Linked DNA regions of Mus musculus: region 2 is linked to region 1. A link is a contact called in public HiChIP or PLAC-seq data. All regions are on one chromosome and are shown on one strand. The core of a region is the stretch at or near the end of the contact, and the rest is flanking DNA. Distances in the headings are between cores, read along the strand shown. Region 1 has its middle 20 kb from the start of Gm52138. Region 2 has its middle 45 kb from the start of Lacc1.

Evidence for each region. HiChIP or PLAC-seq counts read pairs in DNA pulled down with a chosen protein or histone mark.
Region 2: an H3K27ac HiChIP or PLAC-seq map of embryonic stem cells shows a contact between it and region 1, with 19 times the contacts expected there. The contact joins two enhancer-like sites. A contact is called at or near these places in 8 of 484 Hi-C or Micro-C datasets (the G1E-ER4 cell line, cortical neurons, embryonic stem cells and 3 more) and 2 of 115 datasets of contacts at active chromatin or transcription factors (both in embryonic stem cells).

The regions. Positions count from the first base shown.
Region 1 is chr14:75,868,620-75,872,661 of GRCm38.p6, forward strand. No RefSeq gene overlaps it. Among named protein-coding and RNA genes, the nearest start is that of Gm52138, 20 kb to the right of the region's middle. Within about 2 kb of position 2,257, at least 21 of the 459 cell types and tissues checked have an H3K27ac peak or open chromatin away from gene starts, as enhancers often do. A contact at or near this core is called in embryonic stem cells, where this site is marked.
Region 2 is chr14:76,989,814-76,993,855 of GRCm38.p6, forward strand. No RefSeq gene overlaps it. Among named protein-coding and RNA genes, the nearest start is that of Lacc1, 45 kb to the right of the region's middle. Within about 2 kb of position 2,043, at least 12 of the 459 cell types and tissues checked have an H3K27ac peak or open chromatin away from gene starts, as enhancers often do. A contact at or near this core is called in embryonic stem cells, where this site is marked.

The DNA of each region.
Region 1 (4,042 bases), core at 1,007-3,506:
TTAAAGTCTCCGAAGGGCCTTCCTCCCCTAATTGAGGGCTGGTCAGCTTGAAGAAAGGATGGCTGAGTGATCCACAGCTGCTGTATAGCTGGGTTCTGATTCAGCCTGGACTTGTTGGGCCAGTCCATCAGCAGGGGCCCCATTGTCAGAAAAGCCCACAAGACCTTTGTTTAAGGCTTTTATCTCAGGTCAGGCGGATGAGGTGAAATTGGGCCATCTCAGACATTCACTACCTTAATTATCAGGGCTTCTTTCTGTGTGTCTGTCTGACTATCAGGGAATCTGTCTATCTCCTGGTTCCTAATACCAATGTGCAGAATCAGAGGAAGCAGGTGCCACTCTCACCTATACCCTTGAGACAGGCATGCCTGTAGCCACACTTAGCTTTTTTTAAAATTAGAATTATTAATTTTACATATGTGAGTACCTTGTAGCCAACTTCAGACACACCAGAAGAGGATATCAGATCCCATTGCAGATGGTTGTAAGCCACTATGTGGTTGCTGGGAATTGAACTCAGGACCTCTGGAAGAGCAGTCTGGGCTCTTAACCGATGAGCCAGCCCCCACACCTAGATTTTTTTTTTAAGATTTATTTATATATTTCATGTGTGTGGGTACACTGTCCCTGTCTTCAGACACACCAGAAGAGGGCATCAGATCCCATTACAGATGGTTTTGAGCCACCATGTGATTGCTAGGAACTGAACTCAGGACCTCTGGAAGAGCAGTCAGTGCTCTTAACCTCTGAGCCATCTCTCCAGTCCCCACACCTAGCTTTTTACATGGGTGCTGGGGATTCAAACTCAGGTCCCTGAGCTTGCACGGCAGTTCTCTTACCCACTGAGCCATTAGACTCATATAGATCCTAGACTTACTAGTAACTTTCATGAATATAATAAAGATGCATTATTAGAAGTGTCGTTTTTATTTAGCTTGTTTTTTTTTTTTGAGGCTGGATCTCACATATCCCAGGCTTACTTCAAACCTTAGCCAAGAAGGACATGGAACTTCTTATTCTCCTGTCTTCACCTCTCATCAGGTGTTGGGATTACAGGCATGTGCCACTAGGCCAGGTTTATGGCCCTTAAGAGATCAGACTTAGAGTTTTGTGCCTCCTAGCAAGCACTGTACCAGTGACCTACATCCTACAACCCGGGAGATGTTATTTACAAATTAAAACATACAAGATACAGTTTGAAATAGTCAGCATTTGATAATTCAATTTTATTTTTATGTTCAGTGAATACTGAACTGGTCTGTCAAATGCCCTTTCAAATCTCTCAACACCATCCATCTCTCCTCTCTGCCCCGACTGGACTATGGACTACACATGAACATGGGAACCGTGATCTTTACCCAGTTTTGACTTTCGACTCTTGGACCCAAACATTTTACCTCCCTATTCAAAAACCTGCAAAACGTTGTCTTGGCTTTGAAAATCCTTCTGCTCTGTTTGCTTTTTAAAGCTGTTTGGGGGGACACCGCAGCTGTGCTGGGCACTGTGTACTGAGCAGACTCACGTTAGGATTGGCCACTCAGGCCTGGCCTGGGCTCGCTTGAGGCAAGTCCGCACCGTTGAGAGGGCTATCAACACAATGAAACGGAGGCACCCTTACTCACTTGGTCCCTGGAGCAGCTGCCTAAAGATTGTCTCACCGCAGCAGTCCCCACCCAACAGAAAAACGCTGCGCTAGATCTTACAATTTAGGCTCACTGAGGCTGTGTGTGTGTGTGTGTGTGTGTGTGTGTGTGTGTGTATGTGTGTGTGTGCTGACACCTTTAATCCAGGCACTAGGGAGGCAGAGGCAAGCAGATCTTTGTGAGTTCCAGGGCAGCTAGGGCTACATAGTGAGAAACCCTGTCTCAGGAAAGAAAGAAAATTCCTAAGAGGAACTAGATTTGAGGTTTTACAAGTTAACACAAGTCAAAAACAACCAGCATTATGTTATATACACTTTAATTTTTTTTTTCACACCAAGTGTTCAACTTGGCTTTTAAAAGCTGTAAGAAACATTTACTTTCCATTTAAATAACAACTTAAAATACTAGGGGTCTACAGCAGTGAAGCCGGATTCCTAGTTGTAGTAAACTGCAGTCACCAGCGCGCACACGCGTGCACACACACACACACACACACACCATTTTCCAGAATATTTTTCTTGCTCCCTGGCCATTTTGCCTCTGAGTGAACATTTTATCTTTGAGTGGCTGCCTCTCTCCAAACCATCTTAAAAGGTCCGGAGAAATAGCAGTTCCCACTAGAGGGCTCCCTCATCCTCCTCAGCCAGCAACCCTCTCCACACCCCGCACGCTCGGCCCCCTCCCCTCCCCTCCCCTCCCCTCCCCTCCCCTCTCCTCCCCCCCCTCCCCTCCCCTTCGCTCCCCTCCCCTCCCCTCCCATTCCCCCCACCCCCACCCCCCGCACCGCAGCCCCCACTTTTCCCCTCCCTCGCTCCTCTCCTCGCTCCCCCCCCCCCCCCCCCCCCCCGCCTCATCGGAGTTTTGTTGAGCTGGTCTTGGTCTTCCACTTAGCTGCGTTCGGATTTTAATGACTAATCCGGGGGCTTCTTCAATTTCAATTAAGACAGGCTATTTTAGCAGATGAACTAATTGCCTCCATACAGTTCTTTCCACTCTAATCTCCACAAGGGATGGACAGCTGTCACTTAAAAGCACTGGTAAATTCTGTCCTTAGGCCAGGGAAGCCTGCAATCTGGATTGGCTGCAGGGCTTCAAAGCCAGCTGCTCTGGGTACAGTGGAGGACAAGTGGCCTGGAAGAAGGGCATGGCAACCCAGTTCCCGGGGACTGTGTCCTGAGGGCAGTGAGGCACAATACCATCAGCTCTTCCAGCTTTTCTAGAAAATCCAAGAATCTTGTGGTCCTTCCTAGGCCAAATGTTTGTGTTCGTTTTACAAAAGAACATTATTATCTGTCATTAGTAATTGCTGTATCTTTTGTTTGTTTGTTTGTTTGTTTGTTTTTTCGAGACAGGGTTTCTCTGTACAGCCCTGGCTGTCCTGGAACTCACTTTGTAGACCAGGCTGGCCTTGAACTTAGAAATCCACCTGCCTCTGCCTCCCGAGTGCTAGGATTAAAGGCGAGCGCCACCATGCCCAGCAGTATCTTTTTATTTTGATTTCCTCTCTGACAGAGTGACATTCTCCATCTGGGAGTGGGTGGCACCAAGTAGCTACAGTTCTAGAATCCAAATAAAGAGCATTTGAGTTGGGGTACATTGTGTTTGTGTTTAACTTATTATTTTTTTATTCCCATCTGTATGTGTATGAGCTCATTGTGTGTAGGTGCCCTCAGAGGCCAGAAGAGGGCGCCTGAATCCGTAGCGCCACAAGCCACCCTGACATGGGTGCTGGAAACCCAGATCTGGTCCTCTGCAAGAATGACAAGTACTAGCTGGGCAGTGGTGGCGCATGCCTTTAATCCCAGGACTTGGGAGGCAGAGGCAGGCAGATTTCTGAGTTCAAGGCCAGCTTGGTTTACAGAGTGAGTCCCAGGACAGCCAGGGCTATACAGAGAAACCCTGTTTTTTTTGTTTGTTTGTTTGTTTGTTTTTTGTTTTTAAATAATTAAATAACCAGCACTGTTAACTGCCGAGCCATCTCTCCCCTCTCTTATTTGAGTTTAACAGCACCCAGTTCCATTGTTTCCAGTCATTTGCATGATTGCACAAATGACTCCCAGAAACTCTCCTGTCCACTGTGACCGTTCGCATAGAACAGTGTGACTTGTAACTTAAAAGATAAAATTTCCAGTGCCCAGTAAAGGAAGTGTGCAATAGTGGTGGGAAAACACGTTATAAAGCACATGTTCCAGAAGCCAGCGTGCAGAAACATCCAGCGCTTCCTATGGGCAAATCTCTACGTGAAACTGCTCCAAGGTTGTTTGTCGGGATACTAGGATGGAGGCCCAGGATTGGCAGATCTTTACAGCTTTTAGGAGATGGTAGACTTTCTCTTACAGAGTTCAGATGCTTTTGTAAATATCTATAGAATAAAAGAGGTGGCCAAGTGGCTTGTGACT
Region 2 (4,042 bases), core at 793-3,292, 1.1 Mb after region 1:
AATGTATTTCTTTCTCTTTCAATTATGAAGGATAGTTTTGCTGGGTAAAGTAATTTTGGTTGACATTATCTTTCAGAGATTAAAGCCCAGTATTGTGAGCCTCCTGGCTTTTAAGAGTTTCTACTGAGAATTCCATACTTACTCTTATGGGTATGGTTTTATATATAACCCAATGTCTGTCTGTCTGTCTCTCTCCTGCCAATATTCCTTCTCTGCTCTATACATGAAGCATTTTAACTACAATACAACATGAAGGGCTTCTTTTCTGGTGTTGTGTGTTTGTTACCTAAGGTGTCTCTGACCAAGCCTGCTCAGTCAGTCAACAGGTTCTCCAGTGCGGGAGTGAGGAGTGGGTGGGTAGGAGGCGGGGAGGGTATGGGGGACTTTTGGGATAGCATTTGAAATGTAAATGAAGAAAATACCTAATAAAAATTGGGAAAAAAAAGAAAATAGATGCTTATCTTTAAAAAAAAAAGGGGGGGGGGAAATGAAAAAAGACAGTTAGATAACACTGTAGCATGACCCCCATCAATTCTGAGACTGAAGGCAAATTTAATTTTCCCAATCTGCTTTTTATACCATTTTAATTACATGCAAGTATTAAGGGTGAGCAGTACAATAAGCAACTAGAAAGACAATAGTCAAGGAACAAGCAAGACAATAAACACAAAGCCCCGTGATCACTCCGGCTGTTTCTAAGGATGATCAAGATATCTGAGCCTACTTCTTTGTTCTACCCTAAAACCAGATTCTTACTTCCTTGTCCTTGGCCAATGTCAGGTCCCTGCCTGAACTTACTCTTTTGTCATGCTCTAATGTCAAATTCCTTCCTGAGCTTACTTCCTTGTCATGGTCTCTTCTCCTCTCTCTCTCTCTCTCTCTCTCTCTCTCTCTCTCTCTCTCTTTCTTTCTTCCTTCCATTTTGCTTTTTCCTGTGCCTCCCCTTCCTATGAGATAGCATTGGCTGCTTGGTCACCAGTAAACCTTTCTTTCAACCAACCCACAGAGCAGTTTACTTTTGTGGTTTCACTGTGTCTTTGCTTACAAAAAGGAATGTGCCCATTCTCAGACATGACCTTTCTCTCTACCCTGGGCAGAAGCACTGTTAAGCTACTTTCTAGGTCTACAGATATATCTACTCTAAGTGCTTTGTAGAACTTGGATCAGATAACATGTGACATTTGGGCACATGTAAAGGTGTTAATGAACATGCTCTGTTATACAATAAAAATTAAATGAATTTAGGGTCACCTGAGTTCTTGAACTTACATATTTACTACTAGCTTTATGGCTTTGGGAAGTCATTTTATTTCTGTGTCTCTTTGTTTGTTTGGAAAATGAGATTAGCAGTTATCCTCTTAAAAGATAATAGTGAGAAATTAGATGATATGGCAAGTTCCTGGACAAGGTTTTGTTCAGTAAATATCGGTTGGTATCTGCATCCCTACATGCCCATAGCAGCATATGTAATTAATGGATGATTGATAAAAATGGTAATGTCATTCCTTTAGAATACCAATGGACTCTCAGTGACCCAAGGGAAAGGCAGTATCTATACTGGAAGATCTTCCTTTGCCTTTTGTCTCCCAGCCATTGTTCTCCTTCAACGTAGAGACAACACAACCCACAACAAAAGAACCTGAGATCAGAGGGAAAGCTTTTGGGGTCTGGTTCTGATGCTCACATACTGAAAGTTCTTAGAAAATTCAGGTTATTTCTCTCAACCTCTTGCATTCATTTTCAAAGACTTTTAATCTAATTGTTGTTGGGTTTTTTTTTTCATACTGTAGGACAAAGGAAGCTGGAATTATATACCTGAACAATGTGTGAACTATCTTTCAGAGATGAGCAATAGCATGGGACTCCTACATAGGAAGAAAGAGAAAAGGAAAGGACAAAACAAAGGATCTCATGCAAGGGAAAGAAAAGTTCAACCACCATTCATCAATGAAATTAAATCCAGAGATGTCCAAACAAAGCAGGAACTTTCACCATAAAAATAATAAGGCTGACTCACAGAAAAGAAATCCATTAGCATGCTAATCCAATTCCTCAAAATAAAGAGAAGGAAGACATTATGATAAGTTTAGTTGACTCATACTTACAATGCAGGGTGCAATGATTGAATCAACAGCTTGAAGGAAATTTGATAGAATACTCCAAAGTAGGAAACCTGCAAAACAATTCAGTCTTTATGGGAGAGACATGGCTGAGTCTTGAAAAAAAAAAAAAAAAAAAAAAAAGGATGCAACTTCTTTTTTTTTTTTTTAAAGATTTATTTATTTATTATATGTGAATACACTGTAGCTGTCTTCAGACACTCCAGAAGAAGGTGTCAGATCTTGTTAGGATGGTTGTGAGCCACCATGTGGTTGCTGAGATTTGAACTCAGGACCTTTGGAAGAGCAGTTGGTGCTCTTAAGCGCTAAGCCACCTCTCCAGCCCAGGATGCAACTTCTAAGAGAAGGTAGTGTAAGTTACACAAGTTTTCTGTAGATCCCAATTAAAAAAAAAAAAAACTACAATCCTACAAACTTTCAGAATAGTTAAGAGAATAGATATTAGTTGGAATTGGCTATTTAAGTAGTTTAGCTTTAACAAGGTAAAGAAAAGAATAGAAATAATCTTGGAAACTCTCCACATTTTGCCTTGTTGGTTTTTGATTTTTTTTTTTTAAATAAAGAAGCTAGGCAAATTACCTATCTTCTAGTCAGAAGCAATTATGTGAAGTTCAGATGGAGAAATATAAAGCTGGTGTCATGGAAATATTCAAATTGATAAATTCCAGCCTTTTTAAACAGGCTGAGGAGTTTTTCAAAAATAGCCATGAGGTAGGATCCATTATTAGCATAGAAGTAGGCTGAACATTCTCCTCTGAAATTACTCTGGCTCTTTATCTGTATCAAGTGATTTATGTCATGATAAAAAAGAAATCTTTGATCCAAAGGAACAAGGCCAATAACATTTTCCATTTATTTATCTCTTTCAAAGAATATATAGAACAGTAAAACATATACACATGCATGTATACATATAGATGCATTTATTTACATGCATAGCTAATGGATGCATAGTTTTCTTTCAACTAGGTATTAGGGATTTGCAGGCAATCAGAGGGCAAGGAATGTCGCAAAGATCACAGCACAGAACGGACCCAGCGCAGGAGATTTATTGGGGTGGGTGGTGGAGAGAATGAATGGCTGCCTCAGACTGAGGATGGACAAGAAGAGGGCAAGCTGTGCAGCATGGGTTTCATAAAGGGTATGCACCCCACAAGGACAGTGGAAATGCGTGGTGTTGGTGGCTGGTGATGATGTGACTGCTGGCTGAGCTGCAGAAGGCAGGCTGGTTCTGGAGTGTGGGCAGTCTTCAGTTAACAAACACTAGAAGCTTTTTCTTTATAGCCAAGGTTATCCCGGAACTCACTATGTAGCCCAAGATGGCCTTGAATTTAAAGCCATCTTCCTGCCGCAGCCTTGCGGTGCTTAGGATTATAGATACATGCCACCATACTGAGCTTGAAGTGTTTCAATTCTTGCTAGACCTGGTACCATACATCTATGGCCTACTTATGTACTTACGGAGATGCTATTCTAAAATATTCTATTGCCTTGCCTCCTACTGTAAAAATGATGGCATTCTCAGAAGCCAGGCAAACCTGAGACTCCATTTCTGATTTTCATAGGATTCAACTATCCCACTCCTGAATAAATATCCAAAGGGTGTAACTGACACCCCCGCCCCCGTGTTTACTGCAGCACTACTCCAAATAGCCAAGATTGGTAATCAACACAGGTATATCCACCAGCATATATTAAGAGACTTATGTACAACTGGATCTTATTCAGTTACAAAAAAGAAGGAAATTGTGTCATTTGCAACAAAATGGATCAAACCAAAAGACTTTATACTTAATGACATAAACCAGGCACAGAAAGACAAATACTATATATCTTGAATGATAGAATATTAGGCTTCAAGAAGAGTAGACAGTGGTTACTAGAGCCTAGGAAAGGGAGCAGAAATAAAGAAGGTTAGATAC